Regions from separate parts of the Mus musculus genome. Here regions 2, 3, 4, 5, 6 and 7 are each linked to region 1. A link is a contact called in public HiChIP or PLAC-seq and promoter capture Hi-C data. All regions are on one chromosome and are shown on one strand. Each heading gives the region's core, a stretch centred on a gene start, on an enhancer-like site or on the middle of the called end of the contact. The rest is flanking DNA. Distances are from core to core; before and after follow the strand shown.

Region 1 (3,838 bases), core at 1,071-3,570:
GTCCATTTAGAGAATTTCCCATATCTATGAACTTTGATGAATCAGGCCATTTTGGCAGTGCTGTCTAAGTGCTGAGTGCTATCCTAAATGGTAGTTCCATCATGGAGGCAGTTGTGTTAAGGTTTGGGGCCCTGTTATACACACCCAACGCACAGAGACACACACATACACCTATAACTACTAATAATAAATCTTTAAATTTCACATTATTGTGTAGGGTCTAAGCATGGAATGTACACACTAAATGACACAGAGGTCAGACATCACCTTTTGGAGCCTACTTCTCTGAGTTCTGGGATTATAGGCTGTGCTTCCATGGAATGCCTAGGGTTGACCCAAAGCTTTGTGCATGCTGGGCAAACATTCTACCTACTAAGCTCCAGACCCATACAGATCCAGCCCCTTAACTATCTGATCTATATTAACAGGTTAAAAATGACCCCAATATCCTGGGTTTGTTGAGAAAATATAAAAACACAACTCATGAAATGTTTCATGGATATATTCCCTGATTTTACTTCTTTTTTTTTTCTTTCTTTCTCTCTTTTACTGATTTGTTTATTGTTTGTTTGTTTGATAAGACAGGGTTTCTCTGTGTAGCCTTAGCTGTCCTGGAACCCTCTGTAGGCCAGGCTGGAGATCTGCCAGCCTCTGCCTCCCAGTGTTGGGATTAAAGGCAAGGCTGTGACTCTACATTTTTAAAGCACAAGCTTGTAGAGTCCTATTGATTCCACTTATGGGGTTCATCTCATGAAAACAGGGTAGTGTCCTAGCAACCGTATGAACTCAGAAACATCAGATTCTCATAGATCTGTGCAAACACAGTATAGGTTGTCCCGAAGACAGAATTCAGACAGAATTGAAAGGCAACCTAAGACTTTGGGCGGCAGTATTAGAAAATTGTAAAAGTTAAAAAAAGGAGTAATTAAGCCAGGCAGTGGTGGTCCATGACTTTAATCCTAGCACTTGGGAGGCAGAGGCAGGCGGATTTCTGCTTTTGAGGCTAGCCTGGTCTACAGAGTGAGTTTCAGTGCTCTTAACAGCTGAGCCATCTCTCCAGGCCCCTCAATCTTACTTTTAAATGAAGTTTCATGTATCCCAGGCATTATTTAATTCACTATGTAACTGAGGTTAGACCTTTAACTCCAGCCTCAGCCTCCTGGAATTCCCTGATTGCAGGCATGTTCCACCAACATTTTTTGTTTGCGAACCTTTCTGTGGTTTCAAGAGACTTCAGCATATACAATATCCAATTCTCTTACACTCTTCCTTGCCACATTTTCCAGGATTATCTTTTGCCAGCAACACTTTTCCTGTCTTGTTACTTTTAAGTTCAAATCCTCAAACACTGCATTTTATCAGTAATTAAAACTTCGATACAAGGTTTCTCTACATAACCCTGAATGTTCTATGTAGGCAGGAACCTGGCTATACATTCAGATCCACCAGCCTCAGCCTTTTGAGTGCTGGGATTAAAGGCATGCACCATCCATGCTTGGCTCACTGCATTTTAAAAAAAAAATTTTTTTTTTTTTATTCAAAGACAAGATCAGGCTTTGTTCTCCAGGCTAGCCTCTAAGTCTTAGCCTCATAGCATTTTCTGTCTTGGCCTTCTGAGTGCTGGGACAACAGACACAAGACCCAGGTAATAAGATAACTTAAGCTTTCTCCCACTGCATCTTCTTTCATCTTTCTAAACATTCCTATGTTCTCCGAAGCCGCTTAAGGATTGCCTTTTTGCGATTCTGAAGCACTTCACATTTCCCTTATCGCTACTGCTGATCTCACCCATACTGCTTCCTAGACTGTGGTTCACTGAAAAAAAAAACGGTAACTCTTCCTTGACCATATACGCCCCACTCCCGAAAGGCAACTGAAACAAGATTTAAAAATTGACCAGGTCGCAATCCGGGCGTGTGCCTTTAATCCCAAACAGTCGCTGGCAGGCAGAAGCAGGCGCATCTTTGAGTTTGAGGCCAGCTTGGTCATTTCCTCTATCAGCAGGGCTATGAAGAGACCCATCTCAAAAAATAAAAGCAAAACACACAACAGCAAAAAACAAAACAAAACAAAACCCAAATTGACCATGTCCCAATTATCTTTATTTATTTGTAATCTATCCTTAATTATACTCCTAATCTTTTCCTCCCTTCAATTTGCATACGGGATAGCCGACGTACTGGATGACCCAAGCTCTAAAGGATCAGCGTCCTCAGCCCGGGAGCGCCACCACCACTTAACCCCATTAAGATGGCGGCAGCGCCCGCTCAGCCACTCAGGGCCGAAGCCTGCGTCACGTGACCCGCACAGCTCTCACCGCGGTGGCTGATGGGAGGTGGAGATAGAACGAGGGTGTCGGCCATTTTGTGTCTGTTTCCTGCGGGACGCGCTGGTGGCGGTTGGTGTGGAGAACTCTGCGAGTCTCTTGGGTTTTTTGTTTTTTGTTTTTTCCAGCTTCTTTCCGCCTCTATTCTGCCTGTTCTGTAGGGCGCAGTTATGGGTCGCAAGAAGAAGAAGCAGCTCAAGCCGTGGTGCTGGTATCCTTTGTGGGGTTGACGTGGAGGCCGAGCGTGGGTGTCGCTTCTTGAGAACACAAGTCTGATAGGTTTGGGTTAAGCCTGTTTGGTAGGGCCCGGCCGGGCCCAGCCGAGCCTTTGTGCTGTGGCTGGGTTAGGATTTGGGGTGGTTTCTTGTAAAATGGGGTTCTTCGGGCGAGAGGGCTCCGGAGTTTGGTGGCGCTGAACTCGGTGACTCAGGCGCTTGTTTGTCGCGATCATTGGGCCTGGAGACGTTCCCCAAGTGCAGTCGTCCCTAAGAACTCCTGTCTCCGTTGTTTCGTTGAAGACCCCACAAAGGGACTTGAGTTTGGGGTAAATGTCCTGACTCCCTGGATAATTGAACTGTGACTAGCCCCCCCCCCCTCGCGGTGAAGAATCGGCTTCCGCCTCTCTTTCGGGCGCCTTAATCTTGGGGAAGCGGTTGCTTAACTGGGTGGAGTTTCTATTATCGTTACCCAATTTTGTAGGACTGGTTAAACTGTTAAGAAGGAAAACAATTTTCTCTCTTTTTTTTTTTTTTTTTTTTTTGTGGATAACGTATTACGCTAAACTGATTTTTTTTAATCTATTACAAGAAAACTATTTGTCTCAAGACAAATTTGTTTTTAAAATAGTTAAGTAGCTAAAAATCCGTCACGAATTATTTAATGCACTCACAGAAAAAGTCTTGCGAGGTCAGAACTCTTAGTATATGCGAATTTACATTTCCTGAATGCATAGATTAATAATGAAACTGGAAGAAATTTTATGGATTCTTAGTTGAATGTGCCCTTTGTCATGAGTTGTATAATGGATTATGAATTCCCAGTTTCAACTCTATTGTATATTTAATGAATTGTGAAATTGCCTCCCCCCCCCCTCTGTCTTTTTATTTGGGATTGGGGGTCTGGTTGTCTGGAAATTGCTCTGTCCACCAGGCTGGCCTCCGCCTGTCTCTGCTTCCCCAGTGCTGGGATTGAAGGCATGGATCACCACTGCCCAGTTTGAAGTTGCCTTTTCTTTTGAAAAGAAATATTTTGAGTTAGTCTTGCTGTCTGACCTGGCACTCAGAATAAATATCTGCCTTTGCATGTGGAGTGTTGAAATCAAAGGCATGGGGTATGCCAGGCTAAAAGATTTTTATTTGGGCTTATGATCTTAGACTGCATACCAAGTTTATCTAGTTCAGATGTAGTCATTCCTGCCACAGATTGCCTGCAGTGTGCCACTGGTCCTGGCTCACTTGATTTTGGTTAACCCTTTCTCCTTCATGGAACTCCTTTTATTTGTTTTTGTTCTTT
Region 2 (3,503 bases), core at 795-3,294, 2.8 Mb after region 1:
GTAAAGTGAACTTTTGTGACCACGATGCTCTGTACTTAAAATGAAAAACAACAATAAAAATGCAGAACCTGGAATCTGCTGACACCCTTGAGCCACAGGCACCTCCCAACAAACTAAATCATACAGGACACTGCCTTATCTCACAGTCAAGTCTGTGACAGCCACATGTTGCTTATGTCCCAGAGTAGAATCATGCAGCATGTTTTAAATATATTGAAGTATAAGCTTTTAATGGCTCAACCTACTACTAGCTTTAACTTAATTCTTTGTTATAGATATTATAGATTTTTTTAACCATATCTGATAATTTATAAGTCAATCCTTTTAGTATTTGACCCTGGAGTTTAAAATCATGCCTGGGTCTGAAAAAGGTGAGCTATAACCCACTTTCAGAGCCAGCAATAACGAAGAACATTATAGAACAATTTGAATATTACCCATATTTAAACAACATTTGAATTTCTATTATATTAAATCCAGTGTTCAGGAAAACCAGAGGTGAATTCTGAGCACAAGTAACTGGCAGAAGGAATAAGAAATAACATTTATTCTTGAATTCGTGACCAGGCAGAAACTAGCATGCAATGGTCATGTACATTCATACACATAAGATCCACATCTAAACATACAGGGTAGAAATCAGACTCATCCATAGCTTGGACAGGAGCTGGTTCTGGCCTGATGCAGAAGAGGGACAAGGCAGTTTGGCAGTGCCTGGCTTCCATGTGGGACCCCAGGTTTTACAAAGCTCTCCATTGAGCCCGGGGATTTACTTGTGAATCCTTCATCCAACCCCATCCCCTTATGCATACTCAGTGTTCTGAGATGTGAAGTTTTTATCAATGCAGTTTTCCTGCTCCCAAGAAGCAGCTGAAGGTGGAGCTAGGCACCACCTGGAGCCCTGGGTGCAGCTGTGCCTTACAGCCCTGAGTCAGAACATACAAACATAGGATAGATACATAAGAGAGGACAATGACATGTAACGATTGGACTTCTTTCCTTCAGAGGTCCATCAGTCCCTCTTGTGTCATCTAGTTTCATAGCCTTCCAAGTCTTAACACACAAAGATGGATCAGATATTGACTTAAGAGACCAAAATATACATGACATCAAAGACAACTGTAACAAATGACTAGTGTCTCATAGAGGTTCCATCAGTCTGACAAGGAGAATGTAATGGACAGGAGTCTGTTTCAGAGGCATCCTTGCATAATCCCTGGAGTACCAGGCATCCTGGGGAATTCTCACTTTAGCTGTGCAACTAGACATTGGAACACTGATGACTGTGCCAGGTCCTTGGCCACTCTGATTTCTGCCTCCCAGCATCGCCTGAGTGCATCTGCAGGGTTTATGTTTATACTGGGTTTTGCTGGGAAAAAAAAAAATGAACGCAACCACTTCAGGCCAAATTTAAAGCAAACATTTATGAAATATTAAATACGGACCAAGACTACTGAGAGGAGCTTACAGGCTTGCTGTATGGAATCTTCTCAGGAGAGAGAAGACAAAAGGTCATGACTCTTGATTTCATCCACTGGCCAGCACTGAGTAAAACCAGGACTAACGATCTGGCACCAAAGGTAAAAGCAAAATCCTTGTAGTTGAGTTAGGGGTGCATTATGTGAAGGTGGCTCTCTATATACTCAATGTTGAGGGATAAACCATCAGCAAACTAAGCACTAGCCAGACAGCTGAGTGCGAGCCGGATCTTGGTATTATTTCTTTTTTTGTTGTTGTCGGGGTTTTTTTGTTTTTGTTTTTTTGTTTTGTTATGTTTTTTTGTTTTTTTCGAGACAGGGTTTCTCTGTGTAGCCCTGGCTGTCACTGGCACTCACTTTGTAGACCAGGCTGGCCTCGAACTCAGAAATCTGCCTGCCTCTTAGTATTATTTCTGTGGCCTATCAGAGGTCCTATATTTTGTAAATATTAGACCTTCTTTACTTGCTTATTGGCTGTAATAAAGAGCTGACAGCCAATAGCTGGGCAGAGAGTGGAGGGCAGAACTTCCTGGGGAGGGACTCTGGAAAAAGAAAGCAAAGGCGCCAAAGTCGCCTGGGGCCTCGGAGATGAAAGATGGACCTGAACAGGAGCAGAGACGCAGAGCTGGCCACACATGGAAGGTAATGCCAGGACAAATCGGGATGAACTAGAAAGTTGGTTGGAAATCTGCCCAGCTATAGGCTTAAGCTTTAAAATACCCGATAGCCTCTGTGTCATCATTTGTACTGCTTCTGGGTCAGAAAGTCCTGCTATATAACTGAAATCACACGGGGGGCCTCTTTAGAAGAAACTGACCAGTGCGGAAGGAACAATATCCTCAGATCATGGAGAGCAAGAGAAGGAAACACAGAAAATAACCATGAGGCCTGAGAAATGTTTTGAATGTATGTGAGATTTATCACATCCTTCCTGCAACCGCTCCTGTCACCCTCCCTGAAGGCTGTCAAGAAAGGACAAGGAGACCAGCATGTGGTTTTAGTTTCTGCCACAAGGCTCACATGAGTCCCTCTGTATCGCCTGGCTGGCCCTTCCTTCCTCCGCATCCAGGCTAACTTTAAAATCCAACCTGAAGGTTTTAAAAATCCAATTATAAGTTAGCCTATATATTAGATGGGGGGGGGGGGGAGGAAACTTCATATTAAAAGCCCTGTATAAAATGCACTCTTTACTGCATTGAGTTTGGTCAAGAGTTTTCGTGGCTGCCTGTTAGTTTGTGTTACCAAAACGAAACATTGAAACATCGGCATGGAAGTTTCTTCTAGGAGCCTGCCCCCAGTTGGTAAGTGAGGAAACATGCATGCCCCTGCCTGAATTAAGGGGGAGGGTTGGGTACAAAAGCAGGAAGTACGTAAAGATATGTGTTTGCTTCTAATTGGACCTGATGGGAAAGCCAAATGGCTTTATGGGTATACGCCTTTAGATGACTCTGCAAACTACCTCTGCCGCCATTTTCTGGGGACCCGGAGTGGTTCTGGGCAAAATCCTTCATCTTGGCTGAATGAAAAAGAGAAAGAAAGAAAGAAAACATGACTGGTCCTGGTTTTCGGCGCCATGTGTATGAGAAAAAGAAATAAAAAGAAAGGAAGAGGACTGGTCCCAGGTATAGTGGAAGAGAAAGTTTGTGGATTGAAAGGGAGGCAGAGCCACGGGGCAGAATCTTCTTGGAGCGTCCAGAATGAACATGTCCCTAGCTTTTTTAGGAGATGGAGGAGAGGGAGGGAGGAAAGAGAGGTACCAGGTGCAGCAGCCCGGGTTGGCATTTTGTCTAGGCTCTGCCCACAGTTTCTGGCAACAGCCAGGTATACCTGACTCACTATAAAAGGGACTGCTTGCCCCCTCCTCACTTTTGCTCTCTGCTCTTCTCCTCTTGCCCTTGCTCCCTTACTCACTTCCTCCCTCTCCTCATTCCCCTCCCTACTCTCCACGTGCTCATGGCCAGCCACTACTATCTCTGCCTTTCTCTGTCTCTACTCCCTCAACTCACATCCCTATGCCCTACATTC
Region 3 (3,625 bases), core at 301-2,800, 2.5 Mb after region 1:
CCCGGCCTAAGAAGTTTTAATGTACTGGGCTCTGTGATTAAACATTAAGGTGAGTGTGTATCCTCTGTTACATGGACATCTTTGAACACCATCAAGTTATTAATTAGCCCTGACACATCAATCTGCTACTGTCCTCCAATAAACCACAACTTTTTAACTGTACTCTGGAGTCCAGAATTAGCAAATATGAAATTTTACAAACAGTTGCTAACATTAGAAAGAATGGGGGGGGGGGGGAGAGGAGGGAAGGATAAGGAAGCTGCCACAAAGGAAATATACGGCCAGTTTTGGTCTTAGAACTCTACAAACTGCCCAGGACATAGTCCCCTTCCATTCCTAGAAAAATGCCACAGTATTCGAACAGCCTTGCCCACATTTCAGTATACTGAACTGTCAAGGCAAGAACCACCATGCAGCTCTCAAAAGTGGCGACAGGAAGTCTCTCGGTTCTCCAAGCCACCAGCCAAAACATACATAAGGAGGTTACTATTTTCTTGGAAGGCCACACGCATCCTGGGGTGTTTGTTCATGCGTCACTCTAGCCTTTAACCAGGGCACAGAGTGTGAGTTGTGGGTAAAACCCCATTTCCGAGCTAAGAATAATCTTCCCCGTGGTGGACTGAGAGGAATGTGGAAATCTTCCTCGATTACACAACAGCACCCCCCCACCCCCATGACAGCTTTAAAAAAAAAAAGAAAAAAGGAAGAAGTACGCTGCTGTTGTTTTTTTCTACCGGTCTTAAATCGGAGCTCAAACAGACGCCAGGAAAGGCTGTGGACTCCCCTGATCTACCCAGACTTCCCCATGCCCGGTCAAATGTCTCCTGGGCAGCCAGCTGGAGAGGGGCCCTACTTCCCTCTGAGTCTCGGCCAGGACCACACAGTGGCGACCTAACACACGTCGGGGACAGAGGTCGACTCCCAAGAGGCAGACAGCAGACTCTGGCAGGGAGGAGGGAGGAGGGGAGAGCAGCATCCCAAACTTCCCATCTAACCTCCAAACTCCGAATCTCCAGGGTCCTCCTGGTAGAGAGCCAGTGCCGCCAAAGCTCTGCCTCTGTAGACGGTTTTCTGTCCTACAGAAATGCATCCTTCCCCAGGACCTACCGGGTTCTTACGACACTTGGGTACAAGTTGAGGACACACGTCCCGGGTTACGGCGCACACAGACGAAATGCTTTGCGGCACTTTCATGGGACAGGTGTGGGGTGACCTGGCGGTGGGGAGTTCCTGGAAAGGGCTGCCCCACTCCCGGAGCGCAGCTGGATCCTCACACCCCCCGGAGCACAGCCTGAAGCACCGGATCCTCCAGCCCAACCCGCCACAGCCACAGCCACCGCCTCCTCACCTGCCGCGGACGCTGCCGGGCCACACCTGGGACGGCAGAGGCCAGATCCCGACCGCGGCCACTCAGGCAGCGGGGCTGCGGGGTCTGCGGCCGCCGCAACTCCACGCCTGAGGGGCGCCCGGGTGCCCGAACCACATCCTCACGGGCGGCCCCAGGAAGTCCACCCCCACTAACCCAGTCCCCCGCGGCTCGGCGTGGGCCCCGCCCGTCCAGCGTGCGGCCCCGCCCTCCCGGCTTGCGGCCCCGCCCTCCACCCCACCCCCGCGGGAGCGCACGCCCCCGCCACCATAGAGAGGAATCGGGCGCGCGGCGGTCTAGAGTGCAAGCCTCCGCGAGCGCCCTCTGTCGGAGCCCGGCTAGGTGTGGAGTCCCCAGTCTAGGCCGAGCCAACCAATCCCTTATGTGGTGATCTTGAGCAAGTCCCTTAAGATCACTAACTAGCTTTATAGTAAAGTTTGAATATTGAACCCTTGATTTCATGTTTCATCGTACCCGACAGATTTCCAGAACCCCAGACTCATCTAATTTATTAAGTTTCTTGGCGATATTAAAAGCCAATTCAGTGGGGCATCATAACCTGTCTTTTCCTCCTTGGATAAGCTACTTTCATGTTAGGAAGGTGGGGACACAGCTGAGAAAGGTTGCAGTACAATAAAAACGACTGCTAAGAAACCACCCAGCCATCGTTCATCACCCGTGCACCTTTTGGCAGGCACTTAACCTTTCCAATATCTTCCCCATCCCAGAAAGGCCGGTTGGGCCCGCACATTAAATGAGATAATGCACAAAGGCCTTAGTAAAGCATAAAACACCAGGGTAGCATAGGGGATCATTAGCCAGTGATCTAAGAAGATGCCTAGTCACGGAAGTCATATAAATGCTAATTCTTCTGGCTGGTGTCTAGTGACATCATTTTCTTATGCTTCAGGTTCCCATCAAAGACCTCTCAGAGTTTTCCTGAGCAATTTGTATTTTGATTTATTCAATATTTTGGTGCTTGGGATTTTTGTACATACTAGACAAGTGCTCTACCACAGTGCTACCCCTTGTATTTTAAAATAAAGACTATCAGAAGGGAACCAGAGCTAAAATATGTGCATCCGTACCAGACTCACTTTATAAGCCCTTTGCTATTTCCAGTTCTCAGAACACCCCAGCACGCTCTGTACTGTTATATGCTTGTTATCAACAAGGATCTACATTTTAAGTAATTTTCGAGCTTCCACACAGAGAAAAGCAGAACTCAGATGCAAAACTCTTTCTTTCTCCAACCTGGAGTGTACAGGGAGCCCCGCCTTCTAAGGACCCCTGGCACCTGAGTTGGATGTTCGCCCCTTGCCCCTTTCTCCTGCCTGCTTATTTCTGCAGCTTCGCTTTGCTGCAGTTCCCTATGAGCTCCGCTTCTCTCCGGACTTTTTCCTCCACAAAGGTGTATATCATTTTCTCCCTTCCCTTTCTGGTTTCCGTTCCTTTGACGCACCAACATTGTCCATCCTCTGATATTTCTGAAATGGGTCTGAGCGCCGTGCTGGAGACACAGGTTCTTCACCACACTGTCCATCTCTGGATATGAATGATAGCCACAGACATGTAATAGGTCCAAAACAGAAGTGAAAGGAGATCCAGACCTGCGATTTTTGTTGTTGTTGTTGTTAACTCACAACCAGAGTGCCCAGTTCTGAAAAGGAAGTGCACTTACCCCCCACCCCACCCCACCCCACCCCCAGTCGGACGATAATCAGGGCCTGAATTCATGGTATCCAACAGAAATCCTTTTTTCAGGGCCCTCTGGTCCATATTGTGGCTAAATCATCCGACTGCTGCTAAATAATGAGCAGCTTACTGGAGCGAGGCCTCGGACCCACACCCCTCCTTTCTCCACCTTAGGCGTTATCACCATCACAATTTTTCATCTTTATCGTGCCCTTCCGCAGAGGCATTCAATAATGTACCCATTGTGCGAGTAATCTGAAATCCTTTTCGGCGAGCAATAGTATTTAGTAGTAATAAAACACTAATTTGTCTACCAAGTGACATATTTATAGGAGCTGTTTCCTTTGACATATTTTTATTATTTCTACTCATTTGCTAAGTACTTTCCAATACATATTTATAAAGCACACGCCTTTCCCCAAACAGCACTGAAAAAATAAATCACATTATTTCTTTTATTAGTAGCAGCAAGGCTTCTAAGTCCTAGTGCCCTGATTTCTGTTACTTCTGGCAGGCGCCAGAAGAACTAATAGTGATGGAGCACCTACTATGTGCTAGTCTCTC
Region 4 (3,537 bases), core at 769-3,268, 2.9 Mb after region 1:
TTTAACAACAGAAACTTAGGTTTTGATTTGAGAAAGGCATCAGATACTTAACTTTAGAGAATTTTTAAATGGAAGATAGATAATCCATCCAGAAGAAGCAGTTTACCTAAAAAGTAACTTATCAACACTGGGATGCATACATGTTGAACTTGTGAGAGAATTAACACTCCACAAAGGTAATGTTGCATCCTTGGTAAGAAGTCTTTAGAATTAATTATATCGCTTTGCCTTGAATCTTTGCTCTGCCATCTTCTGGCTAGTGGTTCCCTCAACTGTTAAATGAAGCCACTGCATTTAATTCAGGTTGTGATGAGGCATAAGATAACACAAAGCAAATACCACGCATGGGGCTCTTACATACACCAAGCATGCACAAAGGTGTGCCTATTATGAGAGAGGTCACCAGGATGGTGGCCCATGCTTTATGGATGTGAGGAATAACTTCTGTGACTTAATAGCTAGGGTAGACCGGATGATTGGTACAAATTTTCAAATTTTGTTAATAAAGGGGTTTTAGGAATGGCCTTACCTTCTGACGGGCTCCTGCATTGCACTGGCTTCAACCAGTCTCTGTTTGATAGCTTGCATGTCCTGAGCTGTCAGTCGAGCTAACCGAACTCCAGCCAGTTTCAGCAGGGGAGAGTGATGCTCAGCTTTCCCCAAGATGTAACGCAGTTGTTGTGTAAGAAACCAGCCTTCCCAGGCCATGTTAACAAAAGGGTAGGCCGCCAGAAAGGCTCTGTAGAATCGTTTCCAGCGAGAAGAAGGGGGGTGAATAGAGTATTCGTCTTCTTCTCTCAAGCTAGAAGCCAGCTTCTCTAGCTTCACTTTCAGATAGGGAAGAAGGACAAGGAACATGGCAGATTTCCAGAGGTGTTCCTTGGGAAGACCAGCACTGGCCGGTCTCTGAAGATGCGGCGAGCTCCCTGCCACAATCCGCTTTAAGCCATAAAAGTGTTCAGAAAATGAGGCACTAGTTCTAGAAAGATAATGCTGCTGGAGCAGGAAGTCTAGCAGAGTGAAGATTTCATCAAACCACCGCCAGAGGAAGCCATAGTGCGCAGGATTTGATTCTGCAAGAACCTGATGCAAAAACATTTTATTACAGTCTTCAGTTTGTATTCACATCAGCCTTTTCCTTTTAAATTCAATACACCTGGCTTAAGTAATTGGCTTTTGGGGTATAGTCTGAGTTCCTGAGGTCATAGGAATGGAGTACAGAGCTCTTTGAATGGATGCCCATTAAGTCCTGGATACAAATGACACATGGCGATCATTGCAAACTTAGGGTTACTAGTAAAATGTTTGGAGTTTTATCCAGTCGTCCCTGAAACGATTCAGAGAAGTAATACCTTACCTTGACCACATGCTGAAGAGCGGGTCTCACTGCTGTCATTAAACTGTCCTGTGCTACCACCTCAAAGATGGATGGCTGGTCGTCCGCCACTGAAGCAGTTGTGATGTGAGCCCCATACTCAGCCATTGTGTCTTGTGTGAACTGGGATTCACTTTTCCCACGAACACTCTAGTGAGCATGAACTTGTTTTTGTATCAAACGGGTGCTGAGTCTTAGTCCTTCTGCATGGCACCTGAAACTAAAAATTGAATTTTACAGGAGTGAAAAATCAACGGGGGTGGGTGGGGGGAGCTTATATGGAGGCGGAGGAGAGGGAGTCTCAAAGTAAGGACTGTTAACTCCGGAGCTGGGGACGTGGCACGTGGGGTCTGGGGAATGACTTGTCAAATGCTGCACCTCACAGGGCAGAGCGTGACTCGGAGGCGGGGAGTGGGCCAAGAAACGTGTCGCTCGAACCGCAGTCCGGGAGCTGCGAGGCCCGGCTCCGGCGGCTGCCTGAGAAGCGCCCGTCCTTGCTTGCTGACCTCGGGCACGGAGCAGAGGACCCGTGACGCCACCTGCGAAAGGAGGTCTCGGCTTTGTGACCGAAACCGTACCCGGAAACAGAAGCTCCGAGGACCTCCACACGGCGGGCGGAAGACAGGCGCTCTAGCATCGAATGTAGCCCTGAGCCGGAACTCGGGAACTCTATGACCAACTGGGACTTCCGTTTCCGCCCCCCTGACGACGAGGCGACGGGTTAGTGCAGTGAGTGCATTCTGTTCCTGGTTAGCTCTGAGCGAAGCTTCCTGGAGGGCGGTACTCGAGCCTCTGTGCCGAGCTGGGGTCCCTGCCTGACGCCGGTTGCCATGGGAGATCAAGCCAGGTCCTTTCTGCCAGGTGGTGCTTAGCTCAAAGTCGGCCACCTTCCCGAGTGTTAGTCAGTTATCAGCAAGTTTTACTAAAATGACAAAAGATTCATTCTTGCCTACCAGAATTTAGGACGGCTACTTTTTTACTTACTTACAGACAGCTTAACTTGTCATCCATGTGTAAAATTAAGTTATAGCTCTAGGCACATTCTGCTAGATGAAATTGATTCCTGCCCTCCAGCTCAGTAGGTATTAGCAGTATTAGCAGCGCAGGGATCGTTATGATTCTCGAACTGAATAGTAGCATTCAGCTCTAGAGGACCTTAGGGTATAAAAGTGGGCAATTGGTTTGTATAATGAGAACCTTATAAAGGGATTGGTTTTAGTTTCAATTTAAATTTTGAAGTTTTTTTATAGTTCTAAAGTATGATCCATACTTCACTAAAGTCACTGTCAGAAGTGCAATTGTTGAATTTCTAAAAAGTATTAAAGATTTTTGTTTTAAATAATGTTTGTTTCAGCTTAAAAGTTTTTTTGATTTTTGGTTTTTTTTTTCGAGACAGGGTTTCTCTGTGTAGCCCTTGGCTGATCTGGAACTCACTCTGTAGACCAGGCTGATCTCGAACTCAGAAATCCGCCTGCCTCTGCCTCCCGAGTGCTGGGATTAAAGGCATGCGCCACCAACGCCCGGCTTCAGCTTAAGAGTCTTAAGGTTTATGTACATATCCTTGGCTAGCATTCAAGTTGGCTTTCGTGCTCAGCCTTGAGTTTTAAGGACCCGAGAACTACATAAAGCATCTGGTAAATATCGCATGCTAACCAATGGGGTCTTAATTTTAAAAAGATTTTTAGGTTGTACTAGTATTTGCTGGCACATATATGTATGTGCCACATGCAGCCTGGTAACTGCAAAGGTCAAAAAAGTATGTTTGATTCTCTGGAACTGGAGTTACAGACCATGTGTGTGCTGGGAACCAAAGTCAGGTCCTCTGCGAGAGCAACCAGTGCTGTTAACCACTGAGCCATCTCTCCAGCCCACCAAGCCACCTCTCCAGCCCACTGAGCCACCTCTCCAGCCCACTGAGCCATCTCTCCAGCCCACTGAGCCACCTCTCCAGCCCACTGAGCCACCTCTCCAGCCCACTGAGCCATCTCTCCAGCCCACTGAGCATCTCTCTAGCTGTTTATGCTTTTAAGTGAATAGCAAAAACACACAGCTAAGAAATAGCTAAAACAGGTAGAAAATGAAACATTTGCATCAATTAAGGTTTTTAGTTGCAAAGAACAGAAGCAGGCTATTTTAAAACAAAAGGAACTTAAACTCTAGGT
Region 5 (3,637 bases), core at 600-3,099, 2.5 Mb after region 1:
CACCCTGAGACACTGCGCATGGGTATTCCTGCTGCCTAGCCAACCATCTTCTGGGAACAGACTCTCCATTCCCTGAGGAGAAATAGGACACTAATGCCATCTAGGAAAAGACCCTAGGAGGCCACTTCTCTCTTCTTCCTTCCCAACAGGAACAGCTCACTCACTCCATTCATCCATCCACTTTGTATGTGTTTTTAATGCTTTTAAATCTTTATTCTACATGAACAGGCATCCTGCCTACACATGTATCTGTACACAATGTGCACATTGGATCCCCTGAGATTTGAGTTACAGACAGTTGTGAGCTCTTACGGGGTGCTGGGAATTGAACTCAGGCCCTCTAGGAGAGCAACCAGTGCTCTTAACCCCTGAGCCATCTCTCCAGCCCACCCCGCACCTTTCTTTTTTTTTTTTTTTTAAAAGACAGGGTTTCTCTGGTTAGCCCTGGCTGACCTAGAACTTGTTCTGTAGAAAAGGCTGGCTTAGAATTCACAAAGACCTGCCCGCCTAGTCTCTACCTCCTTGGAAATTTCTAGAAAAAGCTTTTGAAGCTTTTCATATTCTTCTGTTGTTGGAGGTAGAGTCTCTCTATGTAGCCCTTGCTGTTCTGGAACTATTTAGATCAGTCTGGCCTTGAACTCACAGAGATCCGCCTGCCTCTGCTTCCTGAGTGCTGAGATTAAAGGTGTGGACTACCACCACCTGGCTCAACTGTTCTTATTCTTAGAGTCCTACAAGAAAGGATTCATAGGGAAGTAACAGATGCAGAAACCTGACTTCGGAAAGGAGTAGTTCAAACCAAGATAGGCTCTTCTGAGCCAGGTACTATTCTTAGCCTTTGGGGACCAAACCCCAATAAGAAAGTCTGTTACTTGCAACGTGAGTCCAGACCCCAAGTCTATGACAGGCAGGCAGCCTAAGACCCTGTGAATAATAACTCAGGATGGTCCTCTCCACCTGTCAGAGGACACACCTCCACATCCCAAAGATTCTGCCCATGTCCTTACTTTCCTGTGGGGCTGAAGGCCACAGAAATGACAGCTTCGCTGTGACCCTCCAATGAGCTGGTGCACCGCGTCACAGCCCGGACCCTGAAGACAGCTTGGGGCTGGTAGATGATATCGACGATTTTCTCTGTCTCCACAGACTGGGACTCCAGCGTCTTCCCCAGGGAGGACACAATCTCAGCATCGTGGACGTAGAACGCCAGGGGCAGGGGCTCCTCCTGAAGGCAAGAACAGAGTAAAGAGGAACTCTGCTCGGAGGGATGAATGCCTGCCCTCAGCGGGAGTCGGCTCAATCCCAACTACTGCATACCACCATGCGACAAATTTAATCCCGCTGGGCATCTCTGTAAAATGGGGATGCTTATGTTGGGCTGTGACAAGAAGTCACGGAAACACTGCATCCGACGCGTTCAAAACACAGCCTGTCTGTAGGTGAGTCGGCGCGGAGAACATTTTTCCTGGGGCCGATCCACGCCACCGACACTGTCGGTGAGCAGCTGGGTCCCCGGAACACCGTGGCTTCGTTTTGGGGTGCTCACCTGGGCCAGCAGCGCGTTGCACACCAGCTGCAGCTTGTCCGGCGTGATGTCCACTGGCACGTCGAACGGGGAGCCCAGCAGCTGACCGCCCTCATCCTGGAACTGTACGAGCAGCCGCTGCACGTCGCCTGCCGCCGCCTCTTCCTGCAGAATCAAGCCGCGAGACTGTCAGTCCCCCTCCCCTCCCCTCGGGCCTCGGTACCCCACGCGGAGACCCGGCATCCCCGCCCCGTGCGCGTACACCTACCACCACCGCCGCCGCCATCCTGCGTCCCCACGTGGAGGAGAACCGAGGCGGAAAGACGGAGCGTTAAATCCATGTCGCGCCGGGCAACCTCCGGCTACAGCGCCCTCTCGTGTTCGGAGGAGTCAAGCCGCTCTCGGAGGCCGGGATTGCCAATGGTGGCCTCCCTTCGCGCCTTCTTTTCACAGTAGCGATTCTGGCCAATTTTAGTCTCCAAAACTCAGAGAAATTAATTGATTTGCCCGCCTAGCTCACAGAGGCAGGAGATGGTGGAGGATGACACTTCCAGGGTCCAGGCAGCAGGGGTGAAAATACAAACCAGAAAACTATTGGGTTGAGGCAGAAACTTTTATAGGTGGGCTTGTGGGATTTAGTTTGTGTATGTGTGTGTGTGTGTGTGTGTGTGTGTGTGTGTGTGTGTGTGTGTGTGTGTGCGCGCGCGCGCGCGCATGTATGCATGTATGTATTGAGATAGGCTGAGGGTGTGTAGCCTAAGTAGACCTTGAACTCCATGATCCTCTTGTCTGTGCCTCCCAGGATGGGATGCTGGGAATATCGGATGGGCCGCGGTGCCCAGCTGTTTTGGGATTTTTTTTTTCTGAGCTCTTTCAAGGTGTGGCCCTCTCCTGTATCTGCTTTTGCATAGGCAATTTATTCTGTCTGGAACTTTTGTGGACAGATTTGAGTCTCTGCTCTCCTCTTGTACAAGTTCAAAGAATATAGAGCCTATAAGGAACTATTAAATAGGTTGTGGTAGAACATGCCTTTAATCCAGGCTCTTGCGAGACAAAGACAGGCAGATAGATCTCTGAACTTAAAGCCAGCCTGGTCTACAGAGTAAGTTCCAGGACATTGAAGGTCTCCAAAAGAACTCCCTGTCTCAGACAAACAAACAAACAAACAAACAAACGAGACTAATAAAAGTTGAAGAAGGCCAGAGGGACCCGTGTGCTCTTTGGAGGCTTTTCCTCATCTGAGAACAACGACTCCATTTGCTAGGGACGCTGCCTTCTGGCCTTCTTCACATTGTTTATCTCTCGGCTTAAATATACTCATTCCTACATGCATACATTCATTCATCCGACAAAGCGAATTGAGCCTCTATTCTTTGCCAGATAGTGTTCTCAGAACTTTGCATAGATTAGTTCAATTACTTAGGGAAGCCTTTCCCAGGACCCTGTCTTTCTTTTTTTTCTCTTCTTTTTTTTCTTTTTTCCTTTTGGTTTTTCGGGGACCCTGTCTGTCTTGTCCTGTGTTTTCCAAGTTTTCCGGCATTTTCAGTCATTTCCTCATTATCAGTCATGTCCCCCGGTATATAGGGGACACAGAAGAAACGCTTGTGGACTGAATTATGAAATCAGGAATTGAATGTAGGATCCCTTGATCCAAACGCCACAGAACCAAAGCTTCTTTGCTTGCAGTGGGATCCTTTGTCAATACCTCATTGCTTGGACCACAAATGAGGTTCCAGGCTTGGGATCCATCCCATGAAAGCAGAGCATCTGTCTATCCACCCACCCACTTACCCATCACTATCCAGAAGCTGTGTGTTAGGATGGACGTGGCGCACAGCTCTGGTTCCAGCTATAGAGGTGGCCAAGGCAGGAGAATTGCTTAAGTCTAGGAGTTTGAAGCCAGTCTGAAGGCAGCTTCGAAAACAAAGGCGAGAGAATCAAGAAACAAACAAGCTCACGTGTTAGGACTAGGCCTTTCATTGAACAGGGCAGTGGGACCTGTCCAAGGTCACATAGCTGTGAATCCATATTCTAAACTCACAGTCATACTTGCAGAGGCTATTGTGGGTGTCCCTGTGTGTGGCTTTTCTTCAGTATCTTTCAGGTGTGTTT
Region 6 (3,978 bases), core at 324-2,823, 2.4 Mb before region 1:
ATATGCGTCTAAGCAAACCACTCTCCACTCTGTACCTGGAAATGAAGAATTTAAATCAAATAGTCTCTAAGTCCCTCCCAGGTTTACGGGTCTGAGAATAATGTGTGTAGTAACATAAAAATGAGTTTAGGAGATTCCAGGCGTAGTAGCACACGTCGATCCCAGAAATGGGACCGGAGGCAGAAGCAGTCGGATTTCTGTGAGTTCATGACCTATCTAGTCTACATAACAAGTTCTAGGGCTGCGGAGTAAGACTGTCTTAACAGAACGAACAAACGAAAGAAAGAAACGGCAGGACATAGCTGCATGTCACCAGTGTTAATTAATGCCTAGTGGGGTTCATTCATTCGCAATTAGGCAGAGTATCTGTCCATATTGGAAAGTGATAACAAGGGCATAACAGCGCACACCCAAAGAGAGGTATGTCTCTCTGCTCAGAATGCGAGGTGAGGGGCTCAAACTACAAACCCCAGTGTGCAATACGGCAGCTCTCAAAAGTATCCTTTCCCGGCAGGCTTTTCTTCGTGTACATCCTATGGTCCAGTGCAGCGCCTGAAGGCTGAACTACAACTCCCACAATCCATCAGATCCATCGCGAGTCTAACTACCAGAGTGCAAAGCGGTCCCGTTCACCCTTTGAACTCTGCGCGTTGCAAGATGGGGATTGAAGTCAGCTGTAGGCAGGTAGCTGGGCGTTGTCAGGATTACGGACTGTTTGGGCTTTTGACTTCCTCTTTCGGAGTAGTTCACAGGGACAGTGGTTAAGAGAGGGTAAGAACAGCTTGAAATATCTTGGGTTCCATCGGGACCCAAGGCAGCAATGCTCGTGCTAAAATTAGGTGCTGAGAGTGGAAATGAAGTGGAAAGAGCAGTCATCCGATCTGCCACCAAAAGCGTCTTTTTTTTTTTTTTTTTTTGTCGCAATGCTTTTTTTTTCCCTCTTTACCAATATGGCGGCCTAGTCCAGACACACCTGACACTGGAGACAAACAGTCCACTACACCATCCATATGGGTACTGCTGCAGCCGAAAGCTACCAGCTCCATACAGCATCCCACGCTCCTCCTTGGTCGTGACTGAGGACTCCAAGGGCATGGTAGCCCCAAATCTCATTACCAAAATGGCGAAAGGAGAAGCTTTTTTTTTTTTTTTTTTTTTTTGTGCAGGCCTCCAGGTACAACGCGCCTGCGCGTGAGGCGGCTGTGTGAGGGGACGGGAGGGTGGCGACCCAACACGCCTGCGCGGGACCAGAGCCCGTGGTCCGCACACAAACACCAATGGGTGATGCGTCTTCCAGTTCCTGCGGCTGCGCCGTGACCCCTACGCGCTTTCCCAGGCGCCTAAGCGAGGCCTCAGGTTCCGCCCTCCAATCGCAGTACGCCGGCGCACGGCGGAGAGGCGGGGCTTCTGGGCTCCGGGCGAATGCCAGCGCGGCTGCGCGCCGGGGGGTACCCCATCACCGCGGCTGCGCGGGAGCCAGGCCGCCGGCTGTCACTGCGGTTGCGCGCGGCGAGCGGCGATCCCGGGGCGCCTGCGCGGGTGGCTTTGCGGGCGCTCGCGGTAAGTTTGCGCCAAGTGCGCGGCAGCCGGGACGCAGACGGCAGCGGCGGCGAGAGGCGGAGCCCGGGGACCACCCCCCATCATCCTCCCCAGAGTCACCTCACGAACCACAACCTCACCTAACCTCTCACCCCCCCCTCCGGTCCCCCAAGCCCGGGATGGCAGCGCCCGCTAGCCTTCCCGGCCGGACCAGCGGTCGCCAGCGCCAGCTTTAGCCTGTGGGCCTAGGCCCCCGCCGAGGCCTGACCCCCGGAGCCGGGATCCACTGTGCAGCCAGCCGCTGGGCCGGGGCTGAGGGGTTGCTCCCCTCTCGCGGCCCGTGGGGAGGACGCTGCCGTCCCAGGGACTGGGGGCCGGGGGGTGGGGGGGAGCCAGGGCGAGGAAGTCGGAACCTGTGTTGGGAAGAGAGAAGGGGACCGGGGGTCAGAGGTGCCCCCTTCCCCTCCTCCCCCCTCCCCCCGGGGCTGGGGGGGCCGGAGCAGAGAGCGCCCAGCCCGAGAGGTGGATGAATGTGGGAGAAAATGGAGACCAAGACGATCGTGTACGACTTGGACACGTCGGGGGGGCTGATGGAGGTAAGAGTGGCCCTCATCCTTTTCCCCCCAGTGCCAGGAGGGTACCTCCGCCCCACAAAGCCGGCCCTAAGCTCGAAGCGCCAGAGGGCCGGGAAAAGGGGGGGTTGTTCTTCCTCACCCAGTCTCTTCCTCCCCTCTTTGCAATTTGGGGGACTGAGCTTAGCTTCCGAGGACGTCTGCAGCAGTTTCACCTACCAGCCGCCCTCGATTCGCTCCCTGAGGCTTCAGCCCACTCCATTTCATTGCACCGGCAGGCCTCCCCACCCCCTTCTTGTCGGCCCCTTTGTGCTTCCCCCTGCACGTCCGGGTACCAAGCTTCGGGCCTCTCCCGAGCCGGGCTTTGGAGTCCCCCACTGTCCATACAAGGAAGTGGCAAGAAGAGAACCGCGCACCCTCTCCCCATCCCCCTACCCTGGTCCTCCCCATTTGGAAGGAGCTTTTCTTGTTGTGCTGCAGGAACGCAGTTAGGGTGGGCTCCCCTTGATTCCGGGGACCGAGAGGTTCTGGAAGCAGCCTGGATGGGAGGAAGAAGGACAAAAGGGGGAAGAGGGGTGGGTGACGGAGAAGCGGCGCCGGTGGGACTACGGGCTACCCGGGAGCTCCGAATGTGCACACATGCCGTCTGTATGTGTGTGCAGCAAATCCAAGCTCTGCTGGCTCCCCCCAAGACGGACGAGGCAGAAAAGCGGAGTCGGAAGCCCGAGAAGGAGTCCCGGAGAAGCGGCAGGGCCACCAACCACGACAGCTGCGATAGCTGCAAGGAAGGTGGGGATCTCTTGTGCTGCGATCACTGCCCTGCCGCCTTCCACCTCCAGTGCTGGTAAGGGCTGGGGACCCCTTTGGAGCCCCTTGGCAGACCCTACTCAGCACATTCCTTCACCAGGCCTGTAGAAATAACGGGAGCTTGCAGCCGCTAGCCGACTCTCTAGTCGCTGGGGCGAGCGCCTCTGCGCCCTTGGTATTTGCCGGGATCCGGCCAATTTGCGGGAAGGAGCAGCGGCGTGTCTTGACCCCGGGATGGGGGTTGGGAGGAGTGAGGTGAGCCCCATCTGAGATTGGTTGTAGGTTGGGAGCCGGGACTGAGCGGCCGAGTGCGGCCGGCGGCGGCGGCGGCGGCGGCGGCGGGGGAGGAAGGGGAGGAGCTCCAGGTCCAGTGCCGCTTGGCGGCCGCGCGCGCCCGCCGCCCTTAGGGCTCCTGCCTGGCTGGGCTCTCCTTGGGCTTAATGCGCGGAGCCTCGGCCACCCAGTTAACCCTGGTCCTGACTCAGGAGAGCGGGTGCTTACGATGGTGCAGGAAATCATGAATGGTGTCTCTCAAGACCACTTCTCTGCCTCTGTGTTTACAATATGGCGACCTGCCTTTAAATTATATTTTTATTCTCAGCGCCATTTTGGCTGCATATATGATTTGCAAACGTCTTCGGGAGAACGGTGGAGGTAGCCCATGAGCCCTTTCTGCAGAAGCTTCTTGAGGACCAGGGCTAGGCTCTGCAGGCTTGATCCCTTTCTCTGCATCTTGCCCCCTGTTGCCACTCCGGTGCTGCCTCCCTCCTCCCCCTTCCCTCCTCCCTACTCCGCTGCTGCCTCTTAGGAAATCGGGCCGGGTTAGACAATTAAAATTGCCCTTGGGCGCCGATTTCTCTTCTCTGCTCTGGTTCAGCGAGCCCTTCGCCTCAAAATTCTTTGCTGCTGGGGCAGGATTGTGTTCGGTGGCTCCGGAAAGGCAGTTTTAAGCAGCTGAGAGCTGGAAAGCTGTGAGCTCTCCCACCCCAACTGAAGGGGGTGGGGGTGGGGCTGGGTTGATCACCCGCTGCGCTGCTTGATCCTTCTCAGCCGCTCAGCC
Region 7 (3,541 bases), core at 95-2,594, 2.6 Mb after region 1:
CAGAAATCTGCCTGCCTCTGCCTCCCGAGGGCTGGGATTAAAGGCATGCACCACCTTCCCACTAGTGTTCTCATAGTCCAAGAGAGGTTCTTTCTTGCTGCCTTGGCTACTGTGTTCTCAGTGTAGTCCATGTTGATCACAGCTGGTTATGGGCTCCCTCAGACTCAAGATTGCTTCTCTTTTTGTTACTAATATAAAACTGATCATTGATACATGATAGAGCTCAAAGATCGAGATCTACATCATATAATGGTAGAGTAAGACTAATTACTAGCTACTGATTTGTTTAGTGATTTACTTAAAGCACTGCTTGTACATCTGTTGGCCAAGCAGGGCTTCACTTGCCATCTGAAACAGAATGACCTGGAGAAACAGTTAATAAATAAATAGACAAATAAATAAATAAGTCCTGGCCCTCTAAATCCTGCTGCCTGCCACATACTCTATAAAATCTTGCTTGCTCGCTCCCTCCACCTAGTGGTTTTAAAGTGTAATGCGTTATTACAGATGGCACGGGCATGAAGGCTTTTCATCCACTGGTCCTCTCTTCCACTCTCATTGGTGTTATTCAAGAAAGATTATTCAAGAGTGCTTATTCAAGAAAGATTCCCACAGCAATGGTGATTATTAGCTTGTCTCTGATTCATTCCGATTCTTTCCTTGTCTAGTGTCACCCAACAGGATTACATATACTCCAGAGAGCGTCTACAAGGACCTCTTCGCAGATTACAGAGGACTAAGAAACTTAATAAATATGGAAATGCGCTGTTTCTCTCAAGGGATATTGATCTTCTCCCACAGCTGGGCTGTAGATCTAGGTCTTCAGAGGAGGCAAGATGTCATCTGTGACGCTCTTCTGATTTCCCCGAACAACGTTCCAATCCTGTACACCATTTGCAACAAGTGGGATCTGGGGAACAGGCACTATTCCATGAAAGTTGCCCGTACCCTGAAGCAGAAGCTGGTGAACATGGGTGGCTACCCTGGAAGATTAGGCATCATTCCCTTGGTCTTACCACTGGGTTCTCACCAAAGAGTAAGGAATGACTTAGAAATGCCAGTGTACCCCGAATCCTATAACTTCATAACCACACAGCAGGTGGAAGCTCTGTTGCAATCTCTTGTGATCATCTTGTTTGGGTTCAGACCCCTGTTAAATGAAGAGTTAAACTTGGAGTCTGAGACTGTGGCCCTGCTCTCAGACCAACAGTACGGGTTGCTTTCAACTAACCTGAGCAAGCACAGAGAGATGTTTGTTCACGGCTTACCTGGATCAGGGAAGACCACTCTAGCTCTCATGATCGTGGGGAAGATCAGGAATGTGTTCAACTGTCAAGCTGACAACATTCTTTACATCTGTGAGAACCAGTCCTTGAAGAGGTTCATTGTGAGGTAAGCAACCTGACTATTCATTTCTTTCTGGTGGGCAATTTGAATGGGCGTGGCTTTCGAGGGCTAAGCTCTGGGTTGTTGCTTCCATGCTCAGGAACTATTCCTATCTATTGGGCTGCCTTTCTTTGCTTAGCTGAGGAAATCTGACTGTGTTTCTTACACTTGCATCAGGAAAAACGTTTGCCAGGCAGTGACACGGAAAACCTTCATGAAAAATACCTTTGATAATGTGCAACATATCATCGTGGACGAAGCTCAGAATTTCCGAACGGAGGACGGGAACTGGTACGCAAAGGCCAAAGCCATCACTCAGAGAGCGAGAGATGGCCCAGGAGTTCTCTACATTTTTCTGGATTACTTTCAGATCAATCACTTGTGTTGCAGTGGCCTCCCTGAGCTCCAACACCAGAAGCCGTTATTGAAGCTCACCAGAATGCTCCGCAGCGGAGACAACATAACCAGCTACCTTCAGGATATAATGCATCAAATCAGAGAAAATCCTCCCCCAAATGTCCCCCAAGAAGCCTTGATGGTGGGTGAAGAACTTGAATGGGGTCCAGATGTCACAGGCAACTTAGAGATTACTGATAACTTGAATTTGGAGCAGATGTCAGTCTATGTAGCAGAGAAATGCCAGAGTCTTTGGAGGTCTGGCTATTTCACGGATGTTGCTGTTCTTTTCACTAGAGCCAGAGATATAGAAAAATGTAGAGACAAGCTTCTGCTAGCAATGAGGAGGAGGTCCATGTCTCAGCTCGCTGAGGAGCCCAGTTTACTAGTGCAGGTCAGGGAGGGGTTGGATAGTCTGGGTAGTCACGTCGTGTTGGAGAGTGTTCACCGATTTTCAGGCATGGAAAGAAGTATTGTGTTTGGGATCATTCCAATGGGATCTGAGACGGCCATTTTCTACAATGCTCTGCTCTGTCTGGCTTCCAGGGCAAGGACACATCTGTATATTGTAAAGGTTGTGTTTTGATAGGAAGATGCCAGTTTTCAGTTAGCTTGGGTTGGTCTCTAGCTGTCTTTGAAGCTCTTTGATCTAAACATTTAAGCACCAAAAACATTTCATGTACAATCAGCCACACTCAGGGCAAGCAAATATGAGTATGGGGGATGTAGACAGTAGGAAGAGACAGCAGAGCAATTAGCTGGCACTGAGATATCCTTTCTCTCTCTCTCTCTCTCTCTCTCTCTCTCTCTCTGTGTGTGTGTGTGTATGTGTGTGTGTGTATCAGGAAGGACTGGTTGTTTGAGGTAGGCAGGAAAGAGCTAATTATGAGATGACTGCTGACTTCTCGTAGACTCAGATATTTTCCTTGTTTTTAACACAGCCACCGGCAGAAATGCTTGATCTTGGTGTGTGGAGGGAGCATGAAGGGGAGAGGGGGAGAGAGTGTGTCCATCTTTAGCAGGACATAGTTTGAAATGTAAGTTCACAAACTGCAAGCTATGATTTCAGGGTGAGTCCAGTTCAGTTTAGCTTGTCGAGTTGCTTCCTGTTTTGCCTTTCATCGGCATTGCTGTTTCTGATCTTTGCCTTCTACATGACTTATTTATTCAGAATCTTTGACTCCGCCTTAATACTATTCCTGTGGGGACCCAGAGTTACTACCGTCAAAGTGCCAAAGTGTGGGTGCAGTGGTTTGGAAGGTAGAGGGCCGAAGAGGAAGAATGTACAGAGTCTAAGCCTGGCATCACTCCACACTTAATTTAGTAACCACAGTATGCAAACATAAGTCAAATATCTCTGCTCTCTGTGCGCTCCCCAGTTCAAACAGCCTTTCGAAGGCCGTTGCTGAAAAAATACTCATTTGTCATTTGCTTTAGGTCTCTGTATAGCCCTGGCTGTCCTGGAACTCACTCTGTAGACCAGGCTGGCCTCGAACTCAGAAATCCACCTGCCTCTGCCTCCCGAGTGCTGGGATTAAAGGCATGTGCCACCACGCTCGGCTTCTCTGAAACTCAATATTTAGAGCCAAACAGAGCAAACTTTTCTGGGAGACACAAACAAACAAAAATCCAGAGTTCATTTCCAGGGATGATTTGCAGGAGCAAATCATGAAAACTTAAGGAAAATGAATAAACATAGAGAGTATGATATAAATTGAATAACTTAGAGAAAAAAAATCACACATTCTAATGGGTGGAT

What was found. Promoter capture Hi-C pulls out the DNA fragments that hold promoters and counts their contacts. HiChIP or PLAC-seq counts read pairs in DNA pulled down with a chosen protein or histone mark.
Region 2: a promoter capture Hi-C map of pre-B cells shows a contact between it and region 1, with 6 times the contacts expected there. The contact joins the promoter of AI662270 here to the promoter of Zfp207 in region 1. A contact is called at or near these places in 1 of 39 promoter capture datasets (pre-B cells) and 1 of 484 Hi-C or Micro-C datasets (B cells).
Region 3: a promoter capture Hi-C map of liver shows a contact between it and region 1, with 6 times the contacts expected there. The contact joins the promoter of Rffl here to the promoter of Zfp207 in region 1. A contact is called at or near these places in 2 of 39 promoter capture datasets (liver and stem cell-derived epiblast-like cells) and 1 of 115 datasets of contacts at active chromatin or transcription factors (large pre-B cells).
Region 4: a promoter capture Hi-C map of pre-B cells shows a contact between it and region 1, with 3 times the contacts expected there. The contact joins the promoter of Pex12 here to the promoter of Zfp207 in region 1. A contact is called at or near these places in 12 of 39 promoter capture datasets (the 3T3-L1 cell line, 3T3-L1-derived adipocytes, the C10 cell line and 8 more) and 1 of 484 Hi-C or Micro-C datasets (the G1E-ER4 cell line).
Region 5: an H3K4me3 HiChIP or PLAC-seq map of stem cell-derived neural progenitor cells shows a contact between it and region 1, with 7 times the contacts expected there. The contact joins the promoter of Nle1 here to the promoter of Zfp207 in region 1. A contact is called at or near these places in 5 of 39 promoter capture datasets (the 3T3-L1 cell line, cranial neural crest, liver and 1 more) and 1 of 115 datasets of contacts at active chromatin or transcription factors (stem cell-derived neural progenitor cells).
Region 6: a contact with region 1 is called in a promoter capture Hi-C map of pre-B cells, with 2.4 times the contacts expected there. The contact joins the promoter of Phf12 here to the promoter of Zfp207 in region 1. A contact is called at or near these places in 1 of 39 promoter capture datasets (pre-B cells) and 1 of 115 datasets of contacts at active chromatin or transcription factors (astrocytes).
Region 7: a promoter capture Hi-C map of stem cell-derived epiblast-like cells shows a contact between it and region 1, with 2.8 times the contacts expected there. The contact joins the promoter of Slfn5os here to the promoter of Zfp207 in region 1. A contact is called at or near these places in 2 of 39 promoter capture datasets (the 3T3-L1 cell line and stem cell-derived epiblast-like cells).

Annotation. Positions count from the first base shown.
Region 1 is chr11:80,380,959-80,384,796 of GRCm38.p6, forward strand. Zfp207 (zinc finger protein 207) reads left to right here and starts at 2,321. Exons shown (of 12, transcript NM_001130169.1): 1 at 2,321-2,537. The coding sequence starts at 2,497.
Region 2 is chr11:83,221,532-83,225,034 of GRCm38.p6, forward strand. AI662270 (expressed sequence AI662270) reads left to right here and starts at 2,045. Exons shown (of 4, transcript NR_015519.1): 1 at 2,045-2,120; 2 at 2,679-2,779; 3 at 2,921-3,100.
Region 3 is chr11:82,869,660-82,873,284 of GRCm38.p6, forward strand. It overlaps Rffl (ring finger and FYVE like domain containing protein), which reads right to left and starts at 1,551. Exons shown (of 7, transcript NM_001007465.3): 1 at 1,349-1,551. Rad51d (RAD51 paralog D) reads right to left here. Exons shown (of 10, transcript NM_011235.4): 10 at 3,404-3,625.
Region 4 is chr11:83,296,959-83,300,495 of GRCm38.p6, forward strand. Pex12 (peroxisomal biogenesis factor 12) reads right to left here and starts at 2,019. Exons shown (of 4, transcript NM_001364762.1): 1 at 1,754-2,019; 2 at 1,358-1,595; 3 at 530-1,083. The coding sequence starts at 1,483. It also overlaps a transcript of Ap2b1 not described here.
Region 5 is chr11:82,906,546-82,910,182 of GRCm38.p6, forward strand. Nle1 (notchless homolog 1) reads right to left here and starts at 1,850. Exons shown (of 13, transcript NM_145431.2): 1 at 1,794-1,850; 2 at 1,547-1,690; 3 at 1,008-1,225. The coding sequence starts at 1,811.
Region 6 is chr11:77,981,243-77,985,220 of GRCm38.p6, forward strand. It overlaps Phf12 (PHD finger protein 12), which reads left to right and starts at 1,574. Exons shown (of 15, transcript NM_174852.3): 1 at 1,574-2,135; 2 at 2,774-2,955. The coding sequence starts at 2,070.
Region 7 is chr11:82,959,337-82,962,877 of GRCm38.p6, forward strand. Slfn5os (schlafen 5, opposite strand) reads right to left here and starts at 1,345. Exons shown (of 3, transcript NR_045932.1): 1 at 1,269-1,345. Slfn5 (schlafen 5) reads left to right here. Exons shown (of 6, transcript NM_183201.4): 5 at 669-1,392; 6 at 1,564-3,541. The coding sequence ends at 2,368.